Regions from separate parts of the Mus musculus genome. Here all the other regions are linked to region 1. The links are chromatin contacts, called in public HiChIP or PLAC-seq and promoter capture Hi-C maps. All regions are on one chromosome and are shown on one strand. Each heading gives the region's core, a stretch centred on a gene start, on an enhancer-like site or on the middle of the called end of the contact. The rest is flanking DNA. Distances are from core to core; before and after follow the strand shown. Region 1 overlaps App (amyloid beta (A4) precursor protein). Region 2 overlaps App (amyloid beta (A4) precursor protein). Region 3 overlaps App (amyloid beta (A4) precursor protein).

Region 1 (2,559 bases), core at 27-2,526:
GACAATCCCAGCTACTCACTCTTCCTGGAATGTTTCCAAGCAAAAACTGGACTCTTGCAGACAATAAGAAAACACATCAGCAGTCTCTTCACTTGGTGTGTTAAGCTACCCCGCCATTATTCCCTGTCCCATCCTTCTCCAGGCCTAACAATCTAGTTTCGTGACCCCAAGAGATATTTTCCTATTGATTTATTTCATTGTTCTATTGTTTTGTTAATCTCTCTGTAATAATATTGCTTAGTGCGTAGAACATCTTCTAAATGCCATTACGTGCTGAACAGCAGTGAAAGAGGGACTCTTTCTGCTGAGTCTTACACTACTGAACTGTGAACATTGCCAGTCGTGCTAGCATGTGACGTGAATTTGATTTTTTTTTTTTGCCTTTTTCTGTCATCAGATACACTGTCAGTGTCCTCTCCACCATACCAGGAGCTTATACGGTTTTAAATGGGGACGTAATAATTGACATATTCATCGCAATGCTGTGCTCTCTGCCTCCCCCACCCCCTGATATAAAAGGGAAGACTACTTACAAGTTTTCACTAAAATCTCAGAAGTAACTTTAACTGCCGTGTTACTACTCGCATGTGGTGAGGGAAGGCTGCATTAGAAAGAAATCACTGTTGATCTAACGAGGAAGTAGGTCAGGTTTTATAAAGGTTTGGAGGAAGATGAAAATAAGCAACCGGGGTGATTTAAAGAGCATTCATGTCACTGCCACATTAGAAAAAAAAATAGTGTCAGGAAGTACAGAGAACAGAGTGAGTTATAATATGAAAAAAATAAAGGTAATTTTTTTAAGTAATGTAAAAATAGAAGGTTGCAGTTCTTCAAGTAGTATCCAAGGACAAGGGCTGTCGAATGAAAACAAGCAGAGCTAATGAGATGAAACAGAAAGGGGACTTACAGGTCTCGTTGTGTCTTTCCTGTCTAAATTAATAAAAATGATCTCCCGATGAAAGGAAATTAAAGTTCAGATAGAACACCGTGAGAAAAGAAAGCGCTAAGCCTTTGTATTCGTTGCCTAGTCACCTATCGCTGTGTAACAAGTAGCCCCAGAACTTAGCAGCTTCATAGAGCAAGCGTTTAGCTCCTTACAGCAGTTTCAGCCAGCCAGCATTTTAGCATAGGGCAGAGCTGGCTGGTTCTGGCTCAGGCTCTTTCATGAAATCACAATGAAGACACTGCCAAAGCTGTGGTCTCCTGAAGGTCTGGCTAGAGCTGACAGAGATCAAGCACTCTCTTGGCTGCTGTCAGGAGCCTTCGGTACCTTCCCATGGCAGCTGGCTTCCCACACACCAAGAAGTACAATAGAGGGAATAAGAAAGAAGCTTTGGTGCCTTTTATAAGGCATCAGTTCTGCCATGTTCTACTTACATAGATACCATATCATCCCCTGCTCCGGAGAACAAAAGAACAAAGTTCTGGTTTTTTGAAATCATTATTAATAATAAATGTGTGTTGTATACTCACATATGTAGACAAGTACAGTTCCCTACAACCCAGGCTAAGAACACATGAAGAGGAACTTGAACAACAGTGGCTAGTCATTGTGAGAGTTAGAACAGAAGAGTAGGAAGGCCCAGCTAGAAGGAAATGGGGAAGTGTGATCCAGAGGCAGAAGCGAGGGAGAGCAGCATTGTACTGTGAGCAGATTGGCATTCATCATGAGCCTGGTTTACGGTGGGTTGTCCAAGGGAAGCGTTGTGGGCAGTTAGACAAGAGGTGGTGATGAGTCACACCCAGCATGGACTGCCCAGGTCTGTCAATTATACTCACTCTCAGCAGAAGCCATGCTGACTGGCTGACGGGCTTTCTCAGTGCTTATGACCTTGTGCTTTTCAGGGTCAGCAGGGGGTTGACAAGTTTTCCAATACTTGATGGACAAGATTGGAAGAGCCATTAGACCCAGAAGAGGCAATGAGTTCCCACAGGAGTTGCGGGAATTCACAATGTGTAGCCAGAGAAAGGAATCCTCACTGCCTTGCCTTTAATGTCTGACACACGTGCTCAAACCTACCTGGTGTCACAGATAGATGCCTGGCTCACTCGAAATAGGACCAGGCCCTGCGGTGTAGGTTACAGGGAGACCGTGTTGCAGTAATCTGTAGGAAACAAAATCATTCTCTCTGGTATGCAAACTGACCTCTACCTTTGAATTCACGTAGGTGCTAAGAACCTGCCTCCATTGGAAACATCATGGAGGAGGTGGCTCTAAAAGCCCTTCCTTCATAGCCTCAGATTCTACTTCAGTAGGATCACTTCAGAAAACACGACAACTGATGCAAACGGACATCCCTTCTGTCTGTCTTCACTTCCATTTCTAAAACATATTTTACCTTTTAGTTTTGAGCCTCAGATGAATAGTTGAATCATGAAACGCTGTAAGAATTGGTCCAAGAACCATGCAGCCACGTATAGAGAAAGAGGAATTAGGTAATGAATTCTATTGATCCCAGAGACGCTCTCTGTTCATTGTGTGCTCCTTTCGAGTCAGCGGATGAAGCGATTCCACGGGGCGTGTTCAGCTAGAGAGCTGGGATGCTGAGCTAAACAAAT
Region 2 (2,559 bases), core at 23-2,522, 190 kb before region 1:
CAACCATGGGGGGAAAAATGAAAAGACATGAAATGCCTGATCTCTCCAAACTTCTGCACTACTGAGTAGATAGCAAGCCAAACTCACCAATCGATATATCCTGTGACACTGGGGATTAGTCTGTGGAGGGGAGGGGCGCTACGTAAGCAAGTGAAGGGCTCAAGAGACAAGTCAGAGTCAGTACGAGTGTTCATGGGAACAGAGACCAGGCACTTTGCTGTATGGATTCTTTTGACCCGAAGGCAACGGAGAAATAGCAGACACTTGAGGCTTTTACCCACTCCTCTCTGCCTACATGTGGATCAATTTCCATCTTTGATGGTGTGAGCTGTATCAGGAAGGAGTTTATCACTGATCCCGTGGACATGGCACTGACCTTAGTCTACAGAAGCAAACCCCTGGTTTCTTCCATCTTTTTTTTCTTTGCCACCAGTAGCTGCTCTTAGCAGCTCCAGGTCTCTTAGACTGTGAATCATTAGCCTTCCCTTTGCATGTCAACATTTAGGATAGTGAGGAATACTGGACTATCTTATAGCCATTTCAGAGTCTCTGGGGGGAATAGGAAAAGGAAAGAATTTGCATTAAAAGTCAGCTGATCTGTCATGTCAGAGGTGTGATTTGTTAGTTTTGGGAAGACCATTATTCTTTATGGTACATGTGAAAATACTGACTGTGTAAAGAAGCCCCTTATCCGTGGTGAGAACAATGGTAATTAATAGCAGATAGACCTTCTAGAAGTCAGTTGTGCCCAGAAGTGTGTTTCATGTAATCCCCCGCTGAATGGGAATTTAAGATTGGACCACATGAACAATCTGTCCTTGGTGCCTCCTGAGCCACCTCTGCACTGCCTACGTGAATGATGGGTGGGACTGAGCTAGTGGGTCCTGTCGGGCCAGACATCCTCTCCTTGAGGAAGACAGCCTTGGGGTGGGATGGACTGATAAGAAGGCAGACTGGGAGTTTGTTAAGCCATCAGCCAGTTCTCAACTGCTCTGGACCCTCCCTGCAGCAGGAGGGATGCTGAGGAGTAAGACCTCCTCCCACCTCCACTCACACTCGCTCCTTGGTGTCTTCTCTGCCTCTCTCTGCTCGCATCACCTTTTTCCTAGTCGTCTAAGTCAGCGGTTCTCAACCTGTGGGTTGTGACCCCATTGAAGGTTGGGCAAGAGATTTTTTTTTTTTTTTTTTTGCAGGGGTTGCCTAAGAACATCGGGGAAGTACAGACACTTACGTTATGATTCATAACATTTGCAAAATCATAGTTAGGAAGCGGCAAGGAAAATAACTTGACGGTTGGCTCACCACAGCATGAGGAGCTGGTTGGAGTCTCCTTCTCTTTATCACAGCTCCAAATAAGGGAACCCTCAGAAGATCTGGGGGTCACTCAGAACATGGGTCTGCAGATCATGCAAGATCCAGATTATGAATTTGGGTCCTGACTTGGCACAGCCCAGTAGAAACGCGGCTGTAGAGGAATTATTAACTTTCTTAAGCTTCCATTTCCATATCTACAGAGTATTTGTTAATAGTGCTGTTAGGAGCCATGCTGAATTAATAAGAACTACAAAGATAACATGTGGAAGGTACTGAATGAAGGATTAACATGGCTCTTCTTGTCATTTCTTGGCCCCTTCGTAACAGCTCTTTTCTGACCTTTCTATACAGTCCTGACTGTACAGGCCAGTGCTGCGTCCCCTTTTTACAAATGCAGGGGCTGAGAAGAGCCCATTTGCCCAAGGTTCTTGTCTTCTGTTTCAGCTGCTGTCAAACAGCCGGAAGGCTTCCGTTCTAGGCGAATTCCCTCCCTGACTGTACCTGAGACCAGGTTGTTAAGATTTTCCGCAGGGCCTTTCTTTCCTTGCTTATCCATCCTTGCAGTTCTTGACCTTCTTGAACCCTACAAAACCAGCTTAGGAAGGAATCTAAAGCATGCTGGTCACAACGAGGACCATTTCCCTGTCCTTCCCTCTGATTCTCCACAGTTGACCAGGCGCCGGTGACAGCCTTGGCTGCTTGAACCAGCTAGAGAGAGCCACGGAATTCCAGGCTGCTTGCTTTCAAAGGGCTCCACTAACCCCTCTGAAAACAAAGGGTTGTTTATCACATATCAAAGCATACCGGGCAGGGATAATTGAGAGATCTTCTGATAGGTCATGTGGTTTGTAGTCTCTGCCCAGGCTTCTGGAGTGGGTGGGCCGTGCTCCTGCCTCAGGTAGCAGTGACTTCTGTCTGCCAGGATTAGTTCTGTGTGACTGTCCTGTAGGTGTGCATAGCATCCGCTCACCATCAACACTTTATATTTCTCTGCCTAGGTCCCTAGAAAATAGATTCACAAAGAAAACCGTCTTGTACTTTGTATGGTTTCAGGTGACTCTGATATTTCATGAATTCACAAAACCCGAGTTGAACACAGCACCACCTAGTCTCTGGTCTAGGAGAGGTGTTTTGTTTTTTCTTTTCTTTTCTTTTCTTTTCTTTTCTTTTCTTTTCTTTTCTTTTCTTTTCTTTTCTTTTCTTTTCTTTCCTTTCCTTTCCTTTCCTTTCCTTTCCTTTCCTTTC
Region 3 (2,559 bases), core at 22-2,521, 170 kb before region 1:
GGCTGTCCCAGATGTTTCCATCTCTGGCTATGCTCTCCCTCATATTTACAGTAAACTTTCTCCTCTACTATACCTAGGAGCAGTTGTGTCTGCCAGTTTCCTTTCTTACGTTCCTTCTCCTGCAATACAATTCACTTTTGTAGGGGCTGAGAAGGGGCGGGCTCATCCTCTTACACCAATGAGCGTCCTTCTCTTCTGGTTTTTGGCTAGGGCAGTAGTTCCATGTGTCTTCATTTAGTATATACTCAAGGCTGCCTAGCTGCTCGTCCTGAGATGTCGTGACTCCTTCCCACACTCTCCTGTGCTTCTTAGCTGCTGCAGTCATCACCGTGCCTAATCCATACAAGTGCCCCCGTCCTGTGGTGTGTCCAATGAGACACCACCATCCTACCTTTCTTTATTCTTTCAGCACTTTCTGTTCTGAGGTGAGCCTTGTCTGAGCCTGTACCACTGGGTTGGATCTCCCCACAGTCCTTTTCTGTGGCTATGCTTACTGCCTTGGAAATGTTTACATGATCCTAAGTCACCAAACCAGAACTTCCCTGAAACTTCGCCTCCGACCGACCGAGACAATTCTGTCCTGTCTACTGGAAGTGGCAAGGGCTCCGTAGCCATCAGCACCGAGTTTGAGTTTGGCTTATCTGTCAGCGGTTGGTTTCCCGCATCATCCTGAAAGTATTTTCTGTTCACTAGTTCACTAGCCTTTCTTTCACTTCAAGTGTTAGGTTAGGAGTGGAAATCTCTTGAGAATCCCTTTGTGCAGCTGAAGGCATCTCAGCTGCAAGAACTAAAACAAAACAAAGTAGCTGATTGGGTGCTTCATTCAGGAAGTATGGCTGGCCACTGTGTTTGTGCAATCCTGGAGCCCAGTGGGACAAGCCTATGTTACTCCTCTCAGGAATGTGCTATTCGAGCACCAGGAAGTGAACCGAGCTGCCTGGCTCAGAAATCCCCCTTGCGTTTTGAGCTGTTGCCTTTAGAATGTTCTAGGAAGAGCCCGAGGTCAGGCCAAGTTCAGCTGCAATTGGTAATGGCCTAAGAGTGAATTCTGTGCTTTCTTTTCTCCATTGGCTCCCACTGCGAAAATCTTATATATCCCTAAGTCGGGGTTTATTTTATATCGTTGCACAGCTTTGTTAATATCGACAAGTTCTTTGCATTTTGATTTTAATGTTATTATTTTTTTACGCCGGGCATTCTTTAGCTCTTGTATTTATTGTGGGAGGGAGGCAGGCATGTTGTAGAGAGCAAGGAAGTTGTCACAGGAGGTGGAGTCGCGTTTATCTTGTTTGTACTTTACAAACTAAACACAAGCCTTCGCTCTGCACTTACAATGCTTAGCTGGATGCTAGCTGGCAGTAAAGACTTCACTGCTCTTATCACTTTTGACTTCAAATTGCCCCCTAACACAAAATAGAGTGTTGTTATATCCCTTTCAAAATTATAGCCCCCACCCCACCCCCCCCCCCCCCCAGCACTGTGTTTCTGAGAGCCTTTGTTGCCAAAGGAATGGCAATTTGAAAAAGTGGTTTTTGTTTTGCTTTTTGGTTTTGGTATGGCTGGGGGCCATGAAAAGGGAGGCATCTTTGATAGTGCCTGACTCTAAGTTACTTGAGAAGGATAGTCTCCCTGTTCTTATCAAGCACATAGCTGGAAACAGAAACCTTTGAGTATTCTTTACAACCCCGGAGAAGAAATAATCTTGGCTTACCCTAAGAGAGATAAGGTAACAGAAAGCGACTGGAACAATGGACAGGAATGCTGTTTTTAAGTGATCACCAATTTTCACATGGACTCCCGTATTCGCTCTGAGTCTTTCTTGTGCCCACAAGGCAGTTTCTGCTACACCCAGTGCCCCTGTGGTAAAAATACAATACCATGAGAGTTATAAACGCAGGGGAACAGCCGATGAGCCAATGTTATGAAGCTTTGGAAAGAATTAAACCAAGGGATAAAATGTAAATATTTGTTCTGCTCATGTAAAAAAAAAATGTTTCACGTCCTCATCCTGAAGCATTCCCTGTGACTCTGGTACACATAGAAAGGTGACGTCCTAAGGCCACAGATTGTTGCTTAAGTGAAAACCCAGATTCACTTCAGTCCTGTCTGAGTTGGTCACTGGTCTCTTGGTATCTTTACATGAATGTGTACATGCGCTTCTCAGAATAATGTGTGGCAAGAACCCTCACTGGGTATGCCACACCCATTTGAGCATATATTGCTTTCACCTTGGGAACCGTGGCCATAGTGACGTGTTTGCTGATGAAATCTGTACACAACTGACCACAAGTAGTACAGGATTTCCTATTCATATAGCTCTAGGTAAAGTGTGAGTAGAGATATAGTCTACTTGATAAACATTGTATCCACATTTGAAATATTTCCTTGTAAGTATGTATTGGCCAAAATAAAATATATACAGCTGAAAAACCATCAGGTGGCTAAATCGTGTCTTTGCAGAAGTCTCAAAGAGAAAGAATCAGAGGAGGGCTATGTAATTAGTCAGAGCTAGAACTTGGTAGCAGTTGATTGACATCTCCCTATAGGCTTCAGTGCTGA

What was found. HiChIP or PLAC-seq counts read pairs in DNA pulled down with a chosen protein or histone mark. Capture Hi-C pulls out chosen DNA fragments and counts their contacts.
Region 2: a promoter capture Hi-C map of adipose tissue shows a contact between it and region 1. The contact joins two enhancer-like sites. A contact is called at or near these places in 3 of 39 promoter capture datasets (hippocampal neurons and liver), 18 of 484 Hi-C or Micro-C datasets (the AtT-20 cell line, CD4 T cells, Sertoli cells and 12 more), 9 of 115 datasets of contacts at active chromatin or transcription factors (PVALB interneurons, embryonic basal ganglia, embryonic forebrain and 5 more) and 3 of 9 other capture datasets (adipose tissue, liver and pancreatic islet).
Region 3: a contact with region 1 is called in an H3K27ac HiChIP or PLAC-seq map of microglia, with 5 times the contacts expected there. The contact joins two enhancer-like sites. A contact is called at or near these places in 2 of 484 Hi-C or Micro-C datasets (the HL-1 cell line and Sertoli cells), 1 of 115 datasets of contacts at active chromatin or transcription factors (microglia) and 3 of 9 other capture datasets (adipose tissue, embryonic stem cells and liver).

Annotation. Positions count from the first base shown.
Region 1 is chr16:84,966,283-84,968,841 of GRCm38.p6, reverse strand. All of the region lies in intron 15 of App (amyloid beta (A4) precursor protein), which reads left to right. Among named protein-coding and RNA genes, the nearest start is that of Gm10791, 4.6 kb to the left of the region's middle. Within about 2 kb of position 1,276, at least 57 of the 459 cell types and tissues checked have an H3K27ac peak or open chromatin away from gene starts, as enhancers often do. A contact at or near this core is called in adipose tissue, bone marrow-derived macrophages and microglia, where this site is marked.
Region 2 is chr16:85,151,309-85,153,867 of GRCm38.p6, reverse strand. The region is part of intron 1 of App (amyloid beta (A4) precursor protein); the gene reads left to right. Among named protein-coding and RNA genes, the nearest start is that of App, 21 kb to the left of the region's middle. Within about 2 kb of position 1,272, at least 78 of the 459 cell types and tissues checked have an H3K27ac peak or open chromatin away from gene starts, as enhancers often do. A contact at or near this core is called in adipose tissue and bone marrow-derived macrophages, where this site is marked.
Region 3 is chr16:85,131,998-85,134,556 of GRCm38.p6, reverse strand. The region is part of intron 1 of App (amyloid beta (A4) precursor protein); the gene reads left to right. Among named protein-coding and RNA genes, the nearest start is that of App, 40 kb to the left of the region's middle. Within about 2 kb of position 1,271, at least 163 of the 459 cell types and tissues checked have an H3K27ac peak or open chromatin away from gene starts, as enhancers often do. A contact at or near this core is called in adipose tissue and microglia, where this site is marked.